2 separate regions of the Mus musculus genome follow, and region 2 is linked to region 1. A link is a contact called in public HiChIP or PLAC-seq data. All regions are on one chromosome and are shown on one strand. Each heading gives the region's core, a stretch centred on a gene start, on an enhancer-like site or on the middle of the called end of the contact. The rest is flanking DNA. Distances are from core to core; before and after follow the strand shown.

Evidence for each region. HiChIP or PLAC-seq counts read pairs in DNA pulled down with a chosen protein or histone mark.
Region 2: a contact with region 1 is called in a RAD21 HiChIP or PLAC-seq map of pro-B cells, with 2.3 times the contacts expected there. The contact joins two enhancer-like sites. A contact is called at or near these places in 1 of 15 datasets of contacts at CTCF or cohesin (pro-B cells) and 5 of 484 Hi-C or Micro-C datasets (CD8 T cells, LSK cells, embryonic stem cells and 2 more).

The regions. Positions count from the first base shown.
Region 1 is chr10:118,597,314-118,603,015 of GRCm38.p6, reverse strand. No RefSeq gene overlaps it. Among named protein-coding and RNA genes, the nearest start is that of Ifngas1, 44 kb to the right of the region's middle. Within about 2 kb of position 3,180, at least 46 of the 459 cell types and tissues checked have an H3K27ac peak or open chromatin away from gene starts, as enhancers often do. A contact at or near this core is called in pro-B cells, where this site is marked.
Region 2 is chr10:118,663,385-118,669,086 of GRCm38.p6, reverse strand. No RefSeq gene overlaps it. Among named protein-coding and RNA genes, the nearest start is that of Gm33337, 49 kb to the left of the region's middle. Within about 2 kb of position 2,911, at least 12 of the 459 cell types and tissues checked have an H3K27ac peak or open chromatin away from gene starts, as enhancers often do. A contact at or near this core is called in pro-B cells, where this site is marked.

The DNA of each region.
Region 1 (5,702 bases), core at 1,931-4,430:
AATGAACTTAAAAACAACCAGAAAAAGAATTCACAGACTTAGTGTTTTATCATTAGATTAAAATAATAATAGTAATAATAAAGCAAGAAGAATTATCTCTAGGGACGTGAGTGGCCTCATGGAATAATTAAAATTATAATTAAATAAAAGTGAGACATCCCGGGACTGCTTAGCTCTATAGCTCCCTGAAGATGATTAAACTGATGGGTAAAGGGCAGAAATTGCTTTCCACGTTCCCAGTGTTGGAGAATCCTCCAGACTTCCAGAGTCAGAGAAAGAATAAAGGAAAAAAGCCGTCCATGCCCCATATGATAACATTCTGCCAACAGTGGACACTCACTATATGTGGAAATGGTCCCCATTAGGCTGCAGTGGAACAAAAACAAAAAACAAAACAAAACAAAAAAAAAAAACATTCTAAGGTAGCCATCCCGGCATCACAGTAAAACATGCCACTCAACTGTTTGTGATGATACCAGTATAAATACATATATATACATACTGTCAGTTGTATGACATGCAACACACAAGATGATGCATATACTGTATCACATTGTACATATTATATGATATGATAGTAACTGACTGTTACTTGTGCGTGCACTTAATATTTTTTAACACTTTCAGAGTTTACTCCTACCTATTTTTCATAAGGCAGAGGCGTATACAGACTGTGAAACAACGCTGCTGAATTACATCCATGAAGCATCCCGTGTCCGTTTTTTAAGCCAGTCTTAAGGGTCTCAAGAGGCCACATTGATTGACCTACAGCTCTCCCCAGGTTTCTCTGTGCACGACAATGACAAGATTGCCCAGCAATAGATTTCGAAAGAAAGAAAGAAAGAAAGAAAGAAAGAAAGAAAGAAAGAAAGAAAGAAAGAAAGAAAGAAGGAAGGAAGGAAGGAAGGAAGGAAGGAAGGAAGGAAGGAAGGAGAGAGAGAGAGAGAGAGAGAGAGAGAGAGAGAGAGAGAGAGACTGACTCAGTGAATTTAGACTCGGGAACTCATTTCTAGGTGTTTCTATGGGAATACTCCCAGGAAAATTTAAGTGAGCAGGGAATGCCCACCTTAAATGTGTGGACCCAGGACTGAATCAAAAGGCGAAGGAGGAAGCCAGGTGGACACAGCGTTCGGCTTTCTCTGCTCCTGACTAAGGATGCAAGCAATATGGCGGCTGCCTCACTCTCCTGCTGTGGCTTCCCACAACGAATGGGCGATACCCTGAAACCATGAGCAAAAGCAAATGCGTCCTTCCTCTAGTCACTTTTGCCAGGAATGTTGTCCCCGCATTGATACAATGATAAATGGCTACAAGAGCCAGGCAGGCTCGGCGGACATTACTCCCTCCCCAGTCCAGCCTATGCCACCGCAGTCAGCTATGCGGAGAAGGAAATTGACCTTCTACACTTCGTCTTCAACCTCCTTGTCACCAGAATCAACATGTCAAAAACAACACAAGTTACAGGGTTGTCAGGATACCGCGGGGCCAGTGCATTTGCTACGTTAGATGTTTCATCAGTAACATATCCAATGCAAGCGGAGTATCCCGGGACCTGCTGAAGAAAGTGAGGACTTTCCATGTCCTGAGCTCAGGGGGAATGGCAGCATGTCTGCGTGGAGCTGGGAACTGAAGTTGGAAAATCGTCCCTACACACTCAGCGTGGGCTTTGGGGGTGGCCGGGGCTGGAGGACGCCTTGAGCACCTTCCCTTCTCTTCTGTGGAGCAGAGCTGCCAGGAAGCCAGGAAATCTGGAGAGTCAGAAAGTGGCTACCTTTCCACAGATCAGTTTACCCATTCCCAACCAGGAAGTGACAGCTCAAGTTACACCCCTTTCAACAGATCATCCAATGGAGCCAGAGAAATGGCTAACCTGTTCAGGCGCTTGCTGCCCCCTGGGATTCTCAGCTCACAGCAGCCAGGTGACTCACAACCATCTGTAACCCCAGCTGCAGGAGATCCAGCCGCTCCAGCCTCTAAAGGCACCTGCACTCACATACGCAAATACAGATCCACATACGCACATGCACACATTGAAATAATTTTTTAAAAAATCAATATTTTAAAAATCACCTATTGTTTAACAATCAGTACTATTACATTGAGTAGGATGGGTAATTGTCACAACTGTAGATAAAAAAAATGCTGCTCTTGAGGGTTCAAAGGCTCAGAACTTACACAAGCATGGGAGGGAATTCAAATCTGCAGGCTCAAACCCAGTGGCTCCCAGTCTTCCTAATGCTGCGACCCTTTAATACAGTTCCTCATGTTGTGGTGACCCCCAGCCGTAAAATCACTTTTGTTGCTATTTCATAACTGTAATCTTTGCTACTGTTATGTAGCATAGTGTAAGCATCCGTGTGTCCCCATAGTCTTATGTGATCCCTGTGAATACGTCCTTCGACCTTCAAAGGGGTTGAGCCTCACAAGCTAAGAACCACTGCTCTAAATAAAGCCCTCTGACGATTCCTCAAAAATGTTAAAGACTGGAGTTCTTTGACACTCAGCAATTCCACAACTGCATACACATCCAAGAAGCCTGAAAACATGTCTACAGAAAACGTGTTCACTAATGTTGCACCATTATATCCTCCAAACTGAAACACTCCTTCCTTTAGAGGAAAGAAAAGCTGGCCAGACTCAAGTAGGTCAAAAAGGATGGGATGAGGAGGGCAGGGTGGAGTTTTGAACACATACACAGGAAGGAAACCCCAAAGATGCAGCTTTTCAGGGTCAGAACGTCTCGTGGTGCAGTGAGCTCCCAGTGGAACCTTTGCCTGTGTCTTCCATGTTCCTGTCGGTGTCCCCAATAAGCTTGTCATTTTTCTAAGTGAGATTCGGACGGGACAATTTCTTTAGCTGTCATCATGGGTGAATAGACATTTGTTGACATCCCCCCCCTCCAGGAAATAGAAAATATTCACAGAAGCATTATTTTAATAGTCTCCGAGTAGATCCAACCCAAATGTCCATCAACTGAAACGTGAACAAACAAAATACAGTCTATCGATACAACTGGGGGTTGGGGGGGGGGGTGGGCAGGGGATTTACTCGGTCATAAGTCAGAATGAGTCTTGAAAATGCTATGCTAAGTTAAAGGATCCAGACACAAGGTCAGGTAATGTAGGAGCCTTTTGTATCGGCTCTCTGTAACAGGCAAAAGACAAAAATAAATGAAACAGAAAGTAGATTTGCGGTTGCCAGAGGCTGAGAAAGGAAGGAAATGGTCACTGGCCCCACATGTATGTGGGGTTTCTTTCTGAGATTATAACAATATTCTTGGATAGTGGTTTTGGCACACAAGTTTGCGAAAATATTAAAAATAACTAATATGCAGATTCAAAATGTAAATTTATGGGGCATAGGTCATGTTTCAGTAAAAAAAAAACAAAAAACTGGGAAAAAAATCAGTACCCACTTCAACAAATTATATCAGGTCAGCTTGAGCTTCAGTTTTACAACGCTTCCTTTAGCTCCCTGGGCATTGGGCTATGCTCTTCTCATCTGGAGAGAGATTAGAATAACACTCGCCACCCACATCTGTGACAAGGCCTGAGTGTATTTTTGAAATGTCTGTTTTCAAGCAAGAGGTGATATAGAGATACAAGGTATGATGATGACGATAACAATGACAATGATGATGTTGATGATAAAGGTAACACTGTGTACCACAAGGCTTTACTCAAGTACAGATGTGGCAGTTGAATCTCAGGCACGTGCCCAGGTATTCATTGCTCACTCTCCCGGAGTGGCTCATTTACTCCATCATTCTCTGTGTTCATCATCCTCAGAAGCAAAGCCTGAAAAAGACTCAAACACATGCACTCAGGCACATAGACACACATAGGAACATGCATGCACAAATACATGCACAAATACTTGCACACACACACAAGCACAACTTATAGTAATTTACTACATTATATAGTTGTCTAGGGAAAATAGGTGCATTTGTGTGCACACTTGGACATGCGTGCATGTGTGTCTACATATGTGAATATATGTATGTATGTATGTATGTATATGTATGTATGTATGTATAGTGGGGTAGTGAGTGTTCCTGTTTTACTGGAGAAAAACCTTCAACTTTCTACCTACTTTTCCATGTGTAAACTCAGTATAACCTCCCTGAGATCTCACTATAAAAATTAATAACCCAAGTTAGGACACAATTCGCTCCTACACAAGGACGTTCCTAAAGAGCAGATGGAAGCCAGCATCTCCCCGGGGGCCTATCACTGAGGTAATGAGCAGAGTGAGAGCAGTGGAGTGAGCATCCCACCTCACAGGCAGTACCTGCCCCTGTGGGGGCCACGCTTCAGGAAACAGGGGGGATAAAGACAGCTCACACAGCCCCCACACCAAGTCATACAGTGTGTGTGTGTGTGTGTGTGTGTAGGGGTGGTATGTGTGTGTGCACAGGGTGGGTGTCTATATGTATGTGTGTGTATGTGTGCCCTCCTCTGTGTGTGTGTGTGTGTGTGTGTGTGTATGTGTGTGTGTGTGTGTGTGTGTGTGTGTGTGCCTGCCACCACTGCCAGCTCCCAAGTCGTCCTTGAAGAGGAGTTTCTACTGTTGCACCGTCACCTGCTTTATTACAGTTTTGAGAGAAAGCTGACCGGGAGTGACGAAAGCAAGCTCTCTGTTGAAATCTCCTTCATCCCGCTGGCTCCCTCTTGTTCTCTTCTTTTGAGAGAGCCTCTCATTCTGTAGTCCAGGATAGCCTAGAACTCACAAAGTATAGCCTGTGCTAACCTTGAACTCACAGTAATCCTCCTGTCTCAGACTTCAGAGTATTGGGATTATATGGGCACAGCAATACGCTCAGCTGGCGCACACACACACACACACACACACACACACACACACACACACACACACACCGGCACGCACACGCAAGCAAATGAAATTAAAAAGTAATAACGTAGATTCACAATGGATGCTTGCTTTTTTTCAATTACACAAACCCTCAACTCTATATGACAATGAACTCATTGGAAGAAAATCCATTCGATGAATTTTAAATTTGTTTATATTACTTCTTCAGGTTTCAATGACTATCTCTGTTTTTCTTTTTTTGTTTTCTTTTAATTTTTTTTGAATTTTTTTCCCATTTTTTATTAGGTATTTAGCTCATTTACATTTCCAATGCTATACCAAAAGTCCCCCATACCCACCCACCCCCACTCCCCTACCCACCCACTCCCCCTTTTTGGCCCTGGCGTTCCCCTGTACTGGGGCATATAAAGTTTGCAAGTCCAATGGGCCTCTCTTTCCAGTGATGGCCGACTAGGCCATCTTTTGATACATATGCAGCTAGAGTCAAGAGCTCCGAGGTACTGGTTAGTTCATAATGTTGTTCCACCTATAGGGTTGCAGATCCCTTTAGCTCCTTGGGTACTTTCTCTAGCTCCTCCATTGGGAGCCCTGTGATCCATCCAATAGCTGACTGTGAGCATCCACTTCTGTGTTTGCTAGGCCCCGGCATAGTCTCACAAGAGACAGCTACATCTGGGTCCTTTCGATAAAATCTTGCTAGTGTATGCAATGGTGTCAGCGTTTGGATGCTGATTATGGGATGGATCCCCGGATATGGCAGTCTCTACATGGTCCATCCTTTCGTCTCAGCTCCAAACTTTGTCTCTGTAACTCCTTCCATGGGTGTTTTGTTCCCACTTCTAAGGAGGGGCATAGTGTCCACACTT
Region 2 (5,702 bases), core at 1,662-4,161, 66 kb before region 1:
GTGGAGAAGGGGACCATATAACGTTGATAGGTTCTATTGTGACTGTTAATATAGTAAGAAAGTTTAGAGAAATATTCAGCTCAGCTAACAAAACACCAGTACTGATAGAGTAGAATATCTAAGACTGGGGTTGGGAGATCAGCTATTCATGAAACCTGTTATTCACAAAGAGGAGGGATTGCATCTTCTCTTTTAGTCAGTCTGTTTGAATGAATGTGCACTGGTGTGCATTTTCCATTAGGAATTCTCCTGCCTGGCCTGCCAGGAAGATCTCCTGACAGAGCAAAGAGGCCTGAGGTCTTGGGAGGGGCAGGATGCTTCAGCACACTGACGACGTAGCTTTCAGAGCAGTTTAGAGTCTTCCTGGCAAGCTGTAAGTCACAATCTTATAAGATTTATTTTTTACTTTTAACTTATATATATGGGGGGGGGTATGTGCCTGTGAGTTCCAGTGCCCACAGAGGCTAGAGATGTGAGATAGTCCTGGAGCTATTTCTCCAGCTCCATGGTTTAAAAAGCTGCTTTCAAATCGAATCCTGCCCCCTACACACACCCTTAAGGGGTCCAAGTAGCAAAGCAGAGCCCATTTGGGGGAAGGACCCCTCAATGTCCACACAGTGTCTGGAATGCAGAGGCCCAATGGATAACACTACCCTGATCTTTGGCTAGATGGACTTAGAAAGCATTCCTCCAGGGTTACATGGTCCTGGGTGTGATGGCCTCTGTTGACATCGAGAGTCTTGAACTGGCCACCGGGGACAAAAGACAAAGGGGGGTCTGAGAAAGCAAAGAAAGACACTTACCTTTTGTGGGAACCAAAGCAGCTAACTGGTTCACAAAAGATACTTGGGAACTCAAAGAACAAGTGTTGGCAGATTGGAGAAAAGAGGAGAACGGAATTGTGGGTGGAGTGAGCATCTTTGTTTCATCTCATTCTTACTGAAATGACTTCATTGTACTCCCTACTGCAAGGACACTTTGCATCACACTAGGTGTACAGGCTGTGACTAGGAAAGGAAGTGTCAAAAGGAAGGGAAAATTTGGGGCCAATTTCAAAAATTGACCTTTCCTGCCAGCAGATACCATGCGTTTGGGAGAATGCATGGCACCCCCATGGGGGAGGCACTGCTGTCCCTGTGCTAACTAGCTGCTCTAGCAACAAAAGCTTCGCATTTATTGCCTGGCCTTAAACACGTGTCAGGCTGCGCCTATGAAAATCTAGGCCAATTAGCCTAAAATGGAGCCCCGCAGTGTTCTTGGGCAACGCGTGTTTAAGAGGTTTTCTTCGGGTAAAGATAGACAGGAAGGGAATTCCATTCTCAACATCATCTTTTTCTCTTGCCAATGTTGCGTGGCAGTGACGGCACCTCACAGTTCTAGACTGTGGAAAGGAACCTACAGTCATCGCAAAGCTTAGACAAAGAGGCAGAACAGCCTCCGAAGACAAGATGCACAAATCTCATGAGGCTCGAGAGAAAGTTCAGTGAGAAACAACTAAACTGACATTCTTGTACCAAACAGACTTGCGGGAACACTTCGCTGATCGGCTCAAGTTCTGTAATAAGGATTGTTAAGCAACTAGAGAAGAAACCGCACAATCACCTATGGTGATTCAGATTTTGATTGTGATCACGGGACTCTTGTTCGGATGGATCGTCTTCTCGTAGATATGTCAGTTTCCTTCACCACAGTCTGTCTCTACACTTCATTTTCCTTTCTATGTTTTCCTGGTATCTATCTGAAGTTCTCGAGCTGTGGTCCTTTGTCCCCAAAGACAAGCAGCTAGCTATAAGTACTGTCCATGCCAGGGCACAGGTTGGACCTTCCCTAGGTGGCTGCCTCAGCATGTCCTGTTCCTCAGAGACCTCTCTTTGCTATTTTGGTATCTACACAGTATCCCCCTCCCCTCCCCTCCCCCTCCCCTCCCCCTCCCCTCCCCCTCCCCTCCCCCTCACCTCCCCCTCCCCTCCTCCTCCCCCTCCCCCTCCCCTCCTCCTCCCCCTCCCCCTCCTCCCTCTCCCTCCCTCTCCCTCCCTCCCTTGTTCCATCCTTCTTTCATTTATTTATTTTTCCTTCCAATACTGGATTCAGCCGACAGTAGTAACAGGGACTCTCCCACTGCAGAATGGTATCTCTAGCCTTGCTCATTTTAATGCCCCTTTCCAAACAGCTATGTCTTCCCAGTTTGGTTGCAATGGGTTTCTCAGCAAAACAAAACAAAACAAAACAAAACAAAACAAAACAAAACACCCTACCTCACCACCTAGCACCTTTGGTTTTGAAGTGGCTTATTTACAGTTACAACCTATATGGCAGGCAGTCTTTTTCTTGGTGCTTATGTGTGGATGTTTATATATGACTGTCTCAAAAAAGGGATTAGCAAAAAAGCTAAGGTAGATTTGGGATCTAGCCTAATGCTAATGTGTCCATTCGTGCTTTTGAATACATGTGGCTCATCTTAGGCCATGATCCATTCTCCCCGGGCTCCCTATCCTTGCCACTAAGAGGGAAGCACAGATAGCTTGGTTGACAATGCTGTCCCTGAGAATTCGTTCCTAACAGGTGTTAGTTAGGCAAGCTAAGAGGATGGCATTGCAAAAGGTGCTTAATGAGTGAAATGCACCGTGGGGATGTTACCAGCAATGAGCAGCAACCAGTCCGCTTGAGTTGACACTTAGCACAGTTTCCTGAATTTTAATGGTCATTTGTAAAGACCACTTACAATGGAAGTTTAATTTTAATGATGACTCCAGTGTCTCAGCAGTAGGCAAGAAAAGCTCTTTATCCAAACCCTAAGGAGGTGGTATAGGCAGTTGGGGAAACACAGCAGGTGGGTTTGTTAGGCTTGGCTCTGTGGTCAGGACTCTGGTTAGAGGCTTAGCTCCAGACCACACTGCTTCTGGGGATATGCGGTGCTTCTAACTTTTGTAAACTTCCGTTTCCTCCTATAAGAAGAGAACAAGTGTGCTACACACACTCCACTATATGAAAGGATTCGTGCAGAGGACTAAGCCCAGTGGAGGTCACTGTATAAAAGATGGAGTGGTACTTAGTACTTCTGTGGGGGGGAAGAGGCTTTGACTTCATTACTATCCTATGTTGGAGAAATTCTTTATGACATGACTTGCTTTTAATTTAATTTTATTTGTAATTCACTTTTTACACTCCCTATTCCATTCCCCGCTCCTCCCATCCACTCTCCGTCTACTCCACATCTCACACCTCCCCCCACCCCACCCCGTCTCCACGTGGATGCCCTCACCCCCCACCCCACCTGACCTCTAAACTCCCTGGGGCCTCCAGTCTCTCGAGGATTAGGTGCACCATCTCTGTATGAACACAGACCCAGCAATCCTCTACTGTATGTGTGTTGGGGGCCTCATATCAGCTGCTGTATGCTGCCTGTTTGGTGGTCCAGTGTTTGAGAGCTCTAGGGGGTCCAGATTAATTGAGACTGCTGGTCCTCCTACAGGGTTGCCCTCCTCCTCAGCTTCTTTCAGCCTTCCCTAATTCAACAAGAGGGGTCCATTGTTTGGGTGTAAATAACTCCACCTGACTCTTTCAGCTGCTTGTTGGGTCTTTCAGAGGGCAGTCATGATAGATTCCTTTCTGTGAGCACTCCATAAGCCTCAGTAATAGTGTCAGGCCTTGGGACCTCCCCTTGAGCTGGATCCCACTTTGGGCTTGTCGCTGGACCTTCTTTTTCTCAGGCTCCTCTCCATTTTCATCCCTGTAATTCTTTCAGACAGAAACAGTTATGGGTCAAAGGTGTGACTGTGGGATGGCAACTTCACTGATGTCCTGTCTTCCTGCTGAAGGTGGGCTCTATAAGTTCCCTCTCCCTACTGTCGGGTGTTTCATCAAAGGTCCCTCTCTATGAGTCCTGGCCACTGTGCTGTTACAGAACTGTCCAGACATTGGATGCTTCTTTTCTGACCTTCCTATGCGACTAGAATGATCATGTGGCTAAGGTTTAGCTGATCCAAGCCCAGACATAGGATTGGAGTCAGGAGTTACAGCAACAAAGGAGCTGGGATGAGCAATGCATCCCAGTGGTAACAGTAGCAGGGACAGCCAGTGTGTTCTGTGAGACAGGAACGCTTAGACAACGCTGTGGAGGCTTCCAGAGTTGTCTCTGGCAGGATCACAGCAAGCTGTGGTGAGCAGGGAACAGTGTGAGCAGCAGGTCAGCCCTGGGCGGGATTTATAGCAGGGCATGCTGTTGCTGCCTCCTGCCTCCCCTCCCTTGCTCCTGTCTGTTCCAAAAGTTGGGGTCCCCATCCTTTCCCGTGATTCTGTGTGCTAATCAGTGTCAACTAATTCATTCTATTGTAAGTCAGGAAGAATAGGTTTCTAATACATAGCTTTCAGACCCCTGAGTTGTGAAATCAATTTTTAAGCTATGTACTTCTAGTGAGTACGTCTAGAAAAAGGTCTCTGGGCAGACTGTTCTTAAATGTGAGTTCACAAACATCATGACGACTGCAAGCATGCTTGCCACGCTCGTTCTGGATTCTCAGTGCCTAGGAAAAATATCTGGGTATTGTTAGGAGAAGGGGAATCATGAGTACAGACCTAGGAATGACATATGATCTCCTCTATAAGCGTTATAAAGAACACTACGATCAATCAGAAGCTGCAGAAGACACACAAGGGACATACCTGCTGATAATTTATTATCCACAAGGGATGACGACTGCATGGGATGGGAATTTGGGCACTTATTAATATCAGCAGTGTAAAATTAGGAAAACGAAGATGGCGGTCTCTTATGACAACTGGCCAAGGCAGGATGGAACATTTGTAAAAATCTTGGCACTGTGGGTGCCTCAACTGTTCATGAAACAAAATTCCTAGAGGTAAAGATCACAGTAATACGTTTTAAAACCTGGTGGAGGACAGGTTTAGAAGCAAATTAAACACAGCCGAGCAGAAGCTGGATCAGGCAAAACGTATGGACTAAAGAGAGAGGGTCTAGGATATGGGAGGGGATTTACCATTGTAAACTGAAAGAGATAAGGTAGAAACATGGTAAAGGAAATGGCTCTGGACTGCCCAGCATGCACGCAAAATATCAAGACGTTTAAAGATTTATTTTTTTAATTTAAGAGTATGTGTGAGTTCATGGCACATGTATGTGCATCTCTGTGAAGGGTAGAAGAAGGCGTTGAATCCCCTGACATTACAGGTGGTTGTAAACTGCCCAAGATGGATGCTAAGATCTGAACCTTGGTCTTCTGCAAGAATAGGAAGAGTGATTAACCTGAGTTGCCTGATCATACCTTGCATGAAACTTTTTTAAAAAAGAAACAAATGCAAATCTACACAGCAAATGAGATAGACGATAGATAGATAGATAGATAGATAGATAGATAGATAGATAGATAGATAGATAGATGAAGGAGGAAGAAATAGGGATATGGAGAGGATGAGGAAAAAGAGAGAGAGGGAGGAAGGCAGGGATGGAGGGAGAGAGGGAGGGAGGAAGGGAAGGAGGGAGAGAGAGAGAAGGAGAGAGAGAGAGCTTGAGCTCCAGAAGGAACAACAGTTAAACCAATAGTTGCTTCTCCATAAGCACAGTGGAGACTTGAAGGTTAAGTGGCTTCACTGTCAGGAAGAGAACATGGACAACACATCTAGATCAGCATCCTTGACAGCGATCCCTTGGGATTGCACTGTCTAATGAAGCCTTAGCCTCCTTA